2 separate regions of the Danio rerio genome follow, and region 1 is linked to region 2. The links are chromatin contacts, called in public Hi-C maps. All regions are on one chromosome and are shown on one strand. Each heading gives the region's core, a stretch centred on a gene start, on an enhancer-like site or on the middle of the called end of the contact. The rest is flanking DNA. Distances are from core to core; before and after follow the strand shown. Region 1 holds the start of utp25 (UTP25 small subunit processor component). Region 2 overlaps syt14a (synaptotagmin XIVa).

Region 1 (5,841 bases), core at 381-2,880, 65 kb after region 2:
TCTTCCTCGCTTTCTTCATCTTCACTCTCAACATCATCTTCATCACCTTGAATCATGGTGGACAGTAGTTTCTGATATGCAGATGGTTGCTCAGCATCACTGTCATCCTCACTGTCTGGTTCAGGGCGCTGTGGACTGTCAGGCTGTTTGGGGGCAGAACTTCTTTTAGTGTGATGGTTGGAAACATAACATTTTCTTCATACACACAACAGAACATGATAATGAGCCATTAATGAACACAAACCAGGATTTATGAACTGAAAATTCTAATTTCCCTCAAGCGTTTGACATTAGAGTTATAGTGTTCTACAAAAACCTGAAACCACCTGGTTTTGAAATCAATAAAGAGCTATTTTCATATGGTCTCAGTGTGAAACAATATTGCGATGACAGACTTCCTCTACATCATCTCACAACACTATAAAATAATGCTCACACTTTACAATAAGGTTTCAATAATTACTGTTAACAAACTCATAGAGAACAATACTGGTACAGCATTTATTATTCATATTTTATCACAAAACCTGAATTTGTACTTGTTAACATTAGTTAATGCATTGTGAAGTTACACAAACTAACAAAGAACAAACTGTATTTTAATTAATTAACGTTAACAAAGATGAATAAATACGATAACACATTTGTTGTACATTCTTTGCTTATCTTAGGATTCGGAAATACATTAACTCAACAACCTTAGTGTGTTAGCAAAACAATAGTAGATGCAGTTCAAGACCACTTTGACATTAAACCAGCTGTAGCACTGATGTAAAGTTGGTTTAATATTTGCACATTCTCCATAATATCATTTCAGAAAAGTACAATTTGCTATTTCGAAACATGAAAATCGTACTATAGCCAACGACTATCAAAATACAACATTGTTTACAGTCAATAGAATAGAGGCAATGTTGTTTTGAAGTCATGCTTAAATCCGATTCCAGACCAAATGTTCAAATTAGCGTGGTAAACAAAAGAGAGAGAGAGAGCGTTAAAATTAACGAATACAAAACCAACTTCACCTCAAAAGCAGCAGCTTCCCTTAGGTGATCTAGCAAATGTTTTCACAATTACACTGTATAGCAGTCGACAATTAAAGTGAATCAATTAAAAAAACTGTCGTAAGGCAATAATGAATTATGAATGTATCTAATGAATACATTCAATAGTTTTTGTGCAACTTTGATGAAAGGTTTTGCTCCACTTCAAATGTCGACTCCTGTTTTATTCGTATGTCATTCAGATCCAGCTGCTAAATGCATTCATATAACGTTACAGGTTTTTGAACCTAAAATAATTGGTCACTTGACTGATGAAAGAATACATGAATATAATGACTTACCAAGCGCAAAATCTGAGTCTTCTCCGGTCTTTCAACAACCCTAAAATAAAAAAGCATTCATATTTTACACGTAAAGCTCCGAATGTATGCTAACTTAACTTATACTGCGAGCTGTGTCCTGAACAACGCATCACGGTACTTACTTATCGTGAAAAGGGTGTTGTTCACCAAATTCCTTTAGATGTTTCTTCTGTTTCTTAGTTAAATTATCAATCTCCTGTTTTCCTCGCCTTCTTTTGCCCATGTTTCTGTTCTACATCTACACACACGTGTGTAACCAGCTCCTGTTTTCTTTTCTTCATGGATAGTTAATACCATACTCTAGCGCCACCTTAAGGCTTGGCATAATTATGGTAAAGATGCAGAAAAAAGGGGGGCAAAGTGAGTCTTTGAGGAGCAAAAATCCCAAAATATAATAAACACTGAATAACAGGGTTGTCATTTCTAACGCGTAATTGCTTTCCAAAACATAGACCGGATTACTGAACCCATAGGAGAATTAAACACTCAGTGGGTCTGATCTGATGAAGTTTTAGCACCTGTCAAAGCAGAAGAATCATGTCATTGGTTTATATTTTAGCTCATTTTGAGATTTTCTCATTGCTTTGTTACTAGATGTTCTGCCACAATATGATTAGTGCCTCTGAAATGCTCTATCAATCCCCTAAGATTCAACGAATTCGAGTTTTCCTCTGGCAGTGTATGGCAAGCTGTTAAATCATTTGATTGTGTCTTTTCGTGTTCATTCTTTCATTTTCCTTCGGCTTAGCTTCTTACTTATCAGAGATCGTCACAGCGAAATGAACCACCAACTATTCCGACAAATATTTTACGCAGAGGTTGCCCTTCCAGCTGCAACCCAGTACTGGGAAACATACACACACTCAAATACTACAGTAAATTTAGCTCATCCAATTCACCTGAGTACCCTGAGGAAACCCACACAAACACAGGGAGAACATGCAAACTCCACACAGATGAGATATGCCATCTGGCCCTGCCGCGGTCTTAAATTAGCAACCTTCTTGCTATAAGATGACAGCGCTAACCACTGAGCCACCGTGCCATCCCTCTTTTCATGTTACATTTTCTTATTTTTTTAAATACCTGTTAATTTTTCCCAATAAATACCAGTAGCTAAAAATTGCCCAATGATTATTTTAAGGCAAAAGATAAAATACATATTTATTAGATCTGAATATTCATTTAATAACAAAAATTCTGATTTATTATGTACTACTTAAATAGCACTCTCTACTTATTACTAGACTTACTAGACACCACTTAATCATATGCGTTTATTATATTTGCTGCACTGTAAAACCCAACAGTCAACTTTATGAAATGTAATGAGTGTAGTTACCTCAAAATTTACTGAAAGTTAATTCTACTCATTTGAAAAGAGTTTTCAAATCAAATTAAATCAAATCACTTTTATTGTCACATCATCAGCAGCACGTGTGCTATGATGAGTGAAAAGCTTAGGTGCTGGCTCCAGACAGTACAAAATACAGACAGTGAAAATAAAATGACAGTGCAAAATAAACACAGTGCAAAATACAACAGCATGCGATTAATGAGTTAATTAAATACCTCATTACTTCAAATTAAATGGACTAAATTCATAGTACTCATATAGATACATTTTTTAACTCAAGTGGTTTGTAGCAATCGGTTTCCTTAAGCATTTTAAGTTGCCTTAACTAATTGGGTTTTACAGTACTCAGTTGGTTTAAGTTCTCTTAATTTATTGGGTTTTACTGTGCTCAAATTGCTTGATTTACTCAAATGGATTGAGTTCACAGTACTGATTTTTTTTTTTTTTTTTTGTATTTTTATGGACTTTGAAAGAGTCGAGATCTTCTGTTTATAGAGGATGAGGGAGCTCTCAGATTTCACCTAAAATGTTTAATTTGTGTTCTGAAGATGAATGAAGGTCTTATGGGTTTGGAACAACATGGGGGTGACTAATTAATAAAATAAATTTCATGTTTGGATCAACCTTTATGTGTGTTTTTTGTTTTTGCATAATTAAAAAATAAGTTTCAAATTGATCCAGTGTTTGGGTTAATGTACATGTCTGAGCATGCATGCAAGTCGGCAGCCAGACACTATTGCATTTTTTTAGAGCATTCAATAGTATCTATAAAAATTGTATGTAGGGAAAAGAACGAGGGGGCAGCATAGGGCCGCAGTGGGTAACACAATCGCCTCACAGCAAGAAGGTTGCTGGTTCGAGCCCCGGCTGGGTCAGTTGGCATTTCTGTGTGGAGTTTGCAGGCTTAAGCCCTTAATGTATTGTCAAAAGCCCCTGATCTTTTGGAATATGCTGCACTTGAAAATAGGTTGTATAACATTTATTTTGTTATCCAGTACTTAAAATTACAATGTACATCATGTGCGTTCCACTTAAGCCAGCTTTTTTGTCCGGCATTAAAACAGTGAGCTGTTTATCAGTACCTGTTTCTACCGGCAGGTGGGAGTGGGACTGTTGTCTCATGGCAAGTGTTAAAAAAATCCCACCACTGCATTGTCGTCATTCATTCATTATTTTGAGGAGCTGAAGCGGAGGAGGTAATACAATTGTTTCGCAAAACTGAATAGTTCTAACTACTGATGAAGCCTAATATTTGTTTCCACGGTATAAAATGTGTGTAGTTTTGGTGAAATAAAATAACTGTAATCAATAAAATGTGCGTCATATTAATGTTAATACATGCAAATTATTCAGGAAAACGTAAATTGTACTAGCTTTCTAGCTATGATATAGTTATCTAGACATATTTATCTATATATCATATAGCAGTCACATCTGTTTTTGTAATGGTTAAATCACAATCAGTTCATCCGTCTAGCTTATTATTTTATAGCTGTACTGTAACATGCCTTATCCCTTTCAACCCTATAGCAATGCCCATGCTAGTACGTTTTATAGATTAAATGTTAAAAAGGCTTGCCATAGATCATGCGTCACACAGCTTTAACTAATTACAAACACTGCAGGCGTGGAGGAATGGATCCCACCATCCGTTCAGGTGCAGCAGACGTATCGGGTGTTCATCAGAATCAGAGCAGAACTGATGTTTGATGTGCGTTAACTCGACTGCAGCCGAAAATATCTTGGCCAGATCATGTGTAAGAATGTATGTAATTGATTTGATCATTGAAAATTGTTCCATAACATTCAATGAAAACAGATGTGGGGTTACCAAATACGGAGACATTTTTTAAAAGTTATTTATATATTTATTTATTTAATTCTCCCGGAGAGACCCTTTTTTTCCCCCCCTCACCAGTCTCTGCGAACATGTGGTCTGTGATTATAAAGCATATTCCCCGCTGGTGATTAGGGTGCCTATGAATAACAGCAGGGCTGGAGGCCAGTGAAAACAAGGGGAGTGAAACAAATGAACCACACACATCTCAGCTCAGGGGTGAGTCATAAACACACCAAAGGTTAGAAAAACACGGTTGGGTGCCAGCGTGAAGGCGAGGTGAGCGTCCGTGAACACCCGAAAACGTCGCCCCGAAGAGACGAAATGCAGCTGATACACTGTAGGCCAATGGTTTCATGCCCACTTCCTGTGATAAAGTGTTGTGTGCATCTGTGTGTGCTTGAGGCCAATCCACTGAGAAGAGACTGTGTTTCTTATTCATTGGCTAAATGTTCCTTTAAATGCATCTTTCACTCTTCAATATAGATGTAAGAATTTATATGTATGAATTCATCACATTCTTTTGGTAAAGAGTATAAAAACTATTAACAAAACTAAATATAAAATAAGAGTAAGACATTCACATCCTATGAATGCCTGTAGAATGATTTTTTTATGCATCTGGATGATATTTTTCGGCCAGCCTGATCTCACGAGAAAACGTAAGTATTTTACGTTTTGGCAGTTTATTAGCTAATTCGTACAAATTCGTACGAGTTCAGTCGTAAGAAAATGTACAATTTTAAAAAGGAGGCGTGGCACCTAACCCCACCCCTAAACCCAACCGTCATTGGGGGATACGCAAATCGTACTAAAATGTACGAATTAGATCGTACGAATTTGTACGAATTAGCCACTAAATGAAAAAGTTACGAATTGCTGTGAGATTTTGTTGTTTTCGGCACATTATGGCCAATAGGATGTTACACACATTCCTAAGAAGAACATCTCTTTTGTTCAATGGTACATGAAATAAAATTTGGTGCTTAAGAAGGTGTCTGGTGCCTATGGAGAGGAGAAAGTGCTCTAAATGTGGTTTGTCAAGCCCACTCTCCTGTGTAAAGCACACGATTGCAAGATGCTTTCCACAAACATGGAGTGTTGATAAGAAAGTGTCTGGTGCATATGGAGAGGAAAAGAGTGTGTTTTACACATGGTTTGTCAAGTCCACTCACCTGTGTGAAGCACACAAAGTATTGCAAGATATATTTTTTAAAAGATTATGAGTTTTGATAAGAAGGTGTCTGGTGCATATGGAGAGGAGAGAGTGTTTTACAGGTG
Region 2 (5,398 bases), core at 155-2,654:
AAAGAGGCGGAGACTGAGTGGAGCTACAGACACCTGCTGGCATTTTGCTTGGACCTGGTTCAGACACACTTTACTTTGGGAGAACGCTTAATACTTTATCATCTGTGACTCGTTTGTATTCTGACCACTTGTGCTTGGTTGTACACTATATCAATAAAGTGTTTAGTCTTTTAAAAACACACTGCTGTAATACATTGAGCCACTAAACATTGTTCTTATGACGTTTTTCAACAGGAGGAAAACGTGAATTACTTCCAAACACTTCAGATATAGTCTTTGTTAGTTAATGTAAGACTATTGATGAAATCCAGCATAACACTGTATGACAACGCTTTAGATGACTGTTCTAGAGCTTACAGCTAATCAATTCGTCAGATTCTGGAGTGCATTACAGCTGTAAATATAAATATAAACGATAAATGATCTTAAATAAAACAAATACATGTATAGAGATGGTATATAATTATATAACTTTACTCACATGGGAAACGGAGGCCACGTGAATGGTTTGTAAGCACAATTAAGTGCACTCAGCATGCCATGCCATCTAATAATTGTAGGAAACAAGTCCAAAAGGCAGTTGACTGTGTAAAGCCACATAAAACAACACAGAAATACGATAAATATGCCTAGTTCAGTGGCTAATCTGCAGGATTTAGCTGAAGTGACGTGACGGTGACCAACGAGACCTAGCTGTCACTCAAGTGGCCACTCCCTTAATTATGCAAACTTAATATAAATTAATATAAAGGAAACAGTTGAGTTATAAAAAATTCACCCCCTCACAGTTGTCATGAAGGGTAATATTAGCTGTATTAACCAAAATCTTTTTTTGTACCAGGCTTTAAACACCTTTTTTTCTGCTGTAAAGTTGGCCATTCTAACAGTGGGCTCAATTGAAATTTGCTCTGTTTTGGAGCCAGGAGCGGCCAGGACTAGCGGTATTTCGGCTGAATTGCAGTTTTAGTTACTCCCTAGAGCGGGAGGTTGCCGCTTGGTGCGCACAAGTTTTCTTTTTTAAAAACAAAATAACATTTTGGAAGGAACGTTAATGTCAAATTTTCATTGCACTTTAGATTTAGCGCTCAGAATAAATGAAGAACATTACAGTTTCATGTTTAGCACACAGTCTCATGTTTACTGCGCTTTTTCACAGACTCACCAGGTCAAATAAGAGCAAACATACTTATTTGGTAAATGTCATTGTGATTATGCCACTGGTGCTGAGCAGAGTTATGTAAAGGCCTGTGTGTGGGCAGCTCAGTGATGCCTGGATCCACAGCCCGTGTGTGTGTGTGTGTGTGTGTGTGTGTGTGTGGGCATTAAGTGCCCCTGTCGACAGTATAAGTGTGTAGGTGTGATTGAGTGCTTTATGCTTTTAACAAAAGCTAGTTGTGTGCACTAATGTGCACGGTTTATTGAGTTTATTCCAGCCAGTTCTGTTGTGTGCATGTATACTGACAATGTGGACATTTGATCTAGCGTGTGTTTGGATTTCTGCCCACATTTTCTCTTGGGGCTGTTACATGATCCCTTTCATTCATTTTCAGACACACACGCACATTCGTCACAAGTACTATTGATCTAATAATTGGCCTGTGGCATCTGTTCTGTCCGATCAACATCATGCTTTGAAGTGTGTAGCATATCCCAGGACTCCACACTGCCAAAATCATCTTTAGCAAACTGAAGTCCAAAGTCCTACTGTAAGTAGTGCTAATAAAACTCTGTTAGGAATTTTCTGATCTGCAGCTTAGCAGATAATTACCTCTCGGGAGATTGGCATTCATTGTTTGGGAATTTGGACCAGTGTTATCCTGGACCTCCAAGCCTCAGAAATACCATGATTTGGGCTCAGTCATTACAGATCGGTATGTTATTTTAATGCCAGTGGAATAAATAAATACAATAGTTTCATGGATGGTGCTATAAATATCAGTGCAAAGAGTTGAACTCACTCTCGCTCAGTCCGGCTCAATGAAACAGACGGGTGGTAATCCATACTGAACATCCGGCATTTGTGTTTATCAACATCCTTCATACTGCCCTTCTACGAACTCCACAGAAATAATCAATATTGCCTTTTTAAACAAAAAATTTCAGTGGTTTTAAAACACAAACAGCCTATACTTCCATTAATGCATTTCATTCCATTATATATATATATATATATATATATATATATATATATATATATATATATATATATATATATATATATATATATATATATATATATATATTTATTTTTTTTTTTTTTCATAAGATTTGAAAAAGTAAATGTTTTTGGAAGTTTTGTCAAATATTTTGGGAAGCATTTGCTAACATATTATGTTCTTTGAATAATTAGTGAAGGAATGTTTGTTTGTCATTTTAAATCATCATTGGCTAGTAATTACTCCAGTCCTTATGTCATATTTTGTCATATAATCCTTCAGAAATCATTGTATTATGTTTGTTTGGTGTTCAATAATAATTTCTTGTATTATTATTGTGCAAAAGGTTTGTTGTACAACATCATTATACTGCATTGTTGCTAAATACACAATATAATATTAATAATAATAATAATAATAATATAAAAATAATAATAACAACAACAACAATAACAATCTACTGTATAATATTAATAAAACTAATCTATAATAATAATAATAATCTACAATAATAATAATAATTAAAATAATAGTAATCATAATATTAATCTATGAATCTATGACAATTGCATTGTACTTGTACATGTGTAATGACAATAAAGTTCAATCTAATCTAATATTATAGAGTGCTCAGCATATATGACTACACCACTCACAAATATATCTTTCAAATTAATATTTCTAACAGGATGCTATACATTATTATATTGGTGCATATCTGCTTAGTCATTAATAAAGCCAAATATGGAGCTAATCTAACAAAAATAAATTGTGTAGCTTGTAATTTGTTTTTTTGCAATATTTTGCTAAATGAAATGGATAAAACTCAAAATGGGGCATTTCGTATAGCCATATGGATAGATAGACAGACAGACAGACAGACAGACGACAGATAGATAGATAGATAGATAGACAGACAGACAGACAGACAGACAGACAGACAGACAGACAGACAGACAGACAGACAGACAGACAGACAGACAGACAGACAGACAGACAGACAGACAGATAGATAGATAGATAGATAGATAGATAGATAGATAGATAGATACTGTAGATAGATAGATAGATAGACAGACAGACAGACAGACAGACAGACAGACAGACAGACAGACAGACAGACAGACAGATAGATAGATAGATAGATAGATAGATAGATAGATAGATAGATAGATAGATAGATAGATAGATAGATAGATAGATAGATAGATAGATAGATAGATAGATAGATACTGTAGATAGATAGATAGATAGACAGACAGACAGACAGACAGACAGACAGACAGACAGACAGACAGACAGACAGACAGACAGACAGACAGATAGATAGATAGATAGATAGATAGATAGATAGATAGATAGATAGATAGATAGATAGATAGATAGATAGATAGATAGATAGATAGATAGATAGATAGATAGATAGATAGATAGATAGATAGATACTGTAGATAGATACTGTAGATAGATAGATAGATAGATAGACAGACAGACAGACAGACAGACAGACAGACAGACAGACAGACAGACAGACAGACAGACAGACAGATAGATAGATAGATAGATAGATAGATAGATAGATAGATAGATAGATAGATAGATAGATAGATAGATGAACAGATAGACAGATAGATAGACAGACAGACAGACAGACAGATAGACAGATAGATAGATAGATATTGTATAACGATGGTTTGTTCTGTAGACTATCAAAATCAATAGGCCTTTTAAGCCTTATTTGAACAAACCATCGTTATACAATATCTTGCCTAATTAAGCCTAACCTGCCTCATTAACCTAATTAAACAAGTTAAGCATTTAAATATCACTTTAAGCTGTATAGAAGTGTCCTAAAAATATCTAGTCAAATATAATTTACAGTCATCATGGCAAAAGTAAAATAAATTAGTTATCAGAGATGAGTTATTAAAACTATTATGTTTTAAAATGTGTTGAAAAAAATCTTCTCTCCATTAAACAGAAATTGGGAAAAAAATAAACAGGGGGCAAATAATTCAGTGGGGCTAATAATTCTGACTTCAACTATATATATATACTTGGGCTGTGCGATTTGGGGAAAATGTCTAACTGCGTTTTTTTTGTTTTTTTGACAAATATTGCGATTATGATTTGATTTGCGATTTAATTTTGTAGTCAAGGTGGAGCTCAATAATCTGTAAGCCGTTGCACCAATTCTGCAAATTTCTTAAAAATGACCTGTTTATGTTTGATGTCTGTGACTTAGAAACCAAAATATTCCCATATTACCAATGCTTTTTCCCCTTGATATTCAATTGTCTATTAATGCTTTTGAAGCAGCAGACGCCATTATCCCACTCAAAAGTGCTTTTCTGTTTTTATTTTTTTACAATTTTTTAATCGTTGTGCGCATTCCACATAGTTCAATTGTGCATATCTGATGGGGCAGAACAAAAGTGTGCTCACTCAATTGGGTAGTAAGTCTGTCACACACAGATGGCAGTCATGCATTTGCTCTGGGCGGGGTAAATTTAAAAATACAAATATATTTCATATCGCAGCCTCTTGCGATTAAACAATTGCAATGTTTTAAATTCGACTTTAATTAATCGCACAGCCCTAATGTATACACATTATATTATATATATGTATATATATATATATATATATATATATATATATATATATATATATATATATATATATATATATATATATATATATATATATATATATATGCACACACACAAATCTATCTAACTGAACCAGTACCCTGTAAAACCACAAAAGTTGAGGTAACTCAAACCATATGAGGAAGCTGATTGCAACAAACCATTCAGGTTTACAAACTAATCCTAATAAATACGAAGCAATGTGAGCACGGTAAAACCCAATAAATGAAGAGAACTCAAACCAACTGAGTACTGTAAAATCCAATAAGGTAAAACAACTCAAACCGTTTGAGGAAACCGTTTGCTACAAACCATTTGAGTAAATAATTAATCTATATGAGTACTGTGAACTTACTCCATTTAAATTAAAGTAATGAAGTATTTAATTAATTTATTACCTTCAACACTTAGTTCAAAACTCTTTTCAAATGCGTAAAATTAACTTTCAGTCCATTTTGAGTTAACTACATTCATTTCATTTGATAAAGTTGACTGTTGGGTTTAACAGTGTAGTGGTAGTGTAAATTTACTTTCTATATTGTTTATTTATTATGAATTACACAAAATTCTTGTGTAATGCGTAATTCGCGT

What was found. A called contact is a pair of places that touch in the nucleus more often than the background predicts.
Region 1: a Hi-C map of an unstated tissue shows a contact between it and region 2, with 6 times the contacts expected there. The contact joins the promoter of utp25 here to the enhancer-like site in region 2. A contact is called at or near these places in 3 of 18 Hi-C or Micro-C datasets (caudal fin, hematopoietic stem cells and an unstated tissue) and 1 of 4 datasets of contacts at active chromatin or transcription factors (caudal fin).

The regions. Positions count from the first base shown.
Region 1 is chr13:35,344,500-35,350,340 of GRCz12tu, forward strand. It overlaps utp25 (UTP25 small subunit processor component), which reads right to left and starts at 1,631. Exons shown (of 13, transcript NM_173273.1): 1 at 1,489-1,631; 2 at 1,346-1,385; 3 at 1-143. The coding sequence starts at 1,589.
Region 2 is chr13:35,279,502-35,284,899 of GRCz12tu, forward strand. The region is part of intron 2 of syt14a (synaptotagmin XIVa); the gene reads right to left. Among named protein-coding and RNA genes, the nearest start is that of syt14a, 39 kb to the right of the region's middle. Within about 2 kb of position 1,405, at least 4 of the 62 cell types and tissues checked have an H3K27ac peak or open chromatin away from gene starts, as enhancers often do.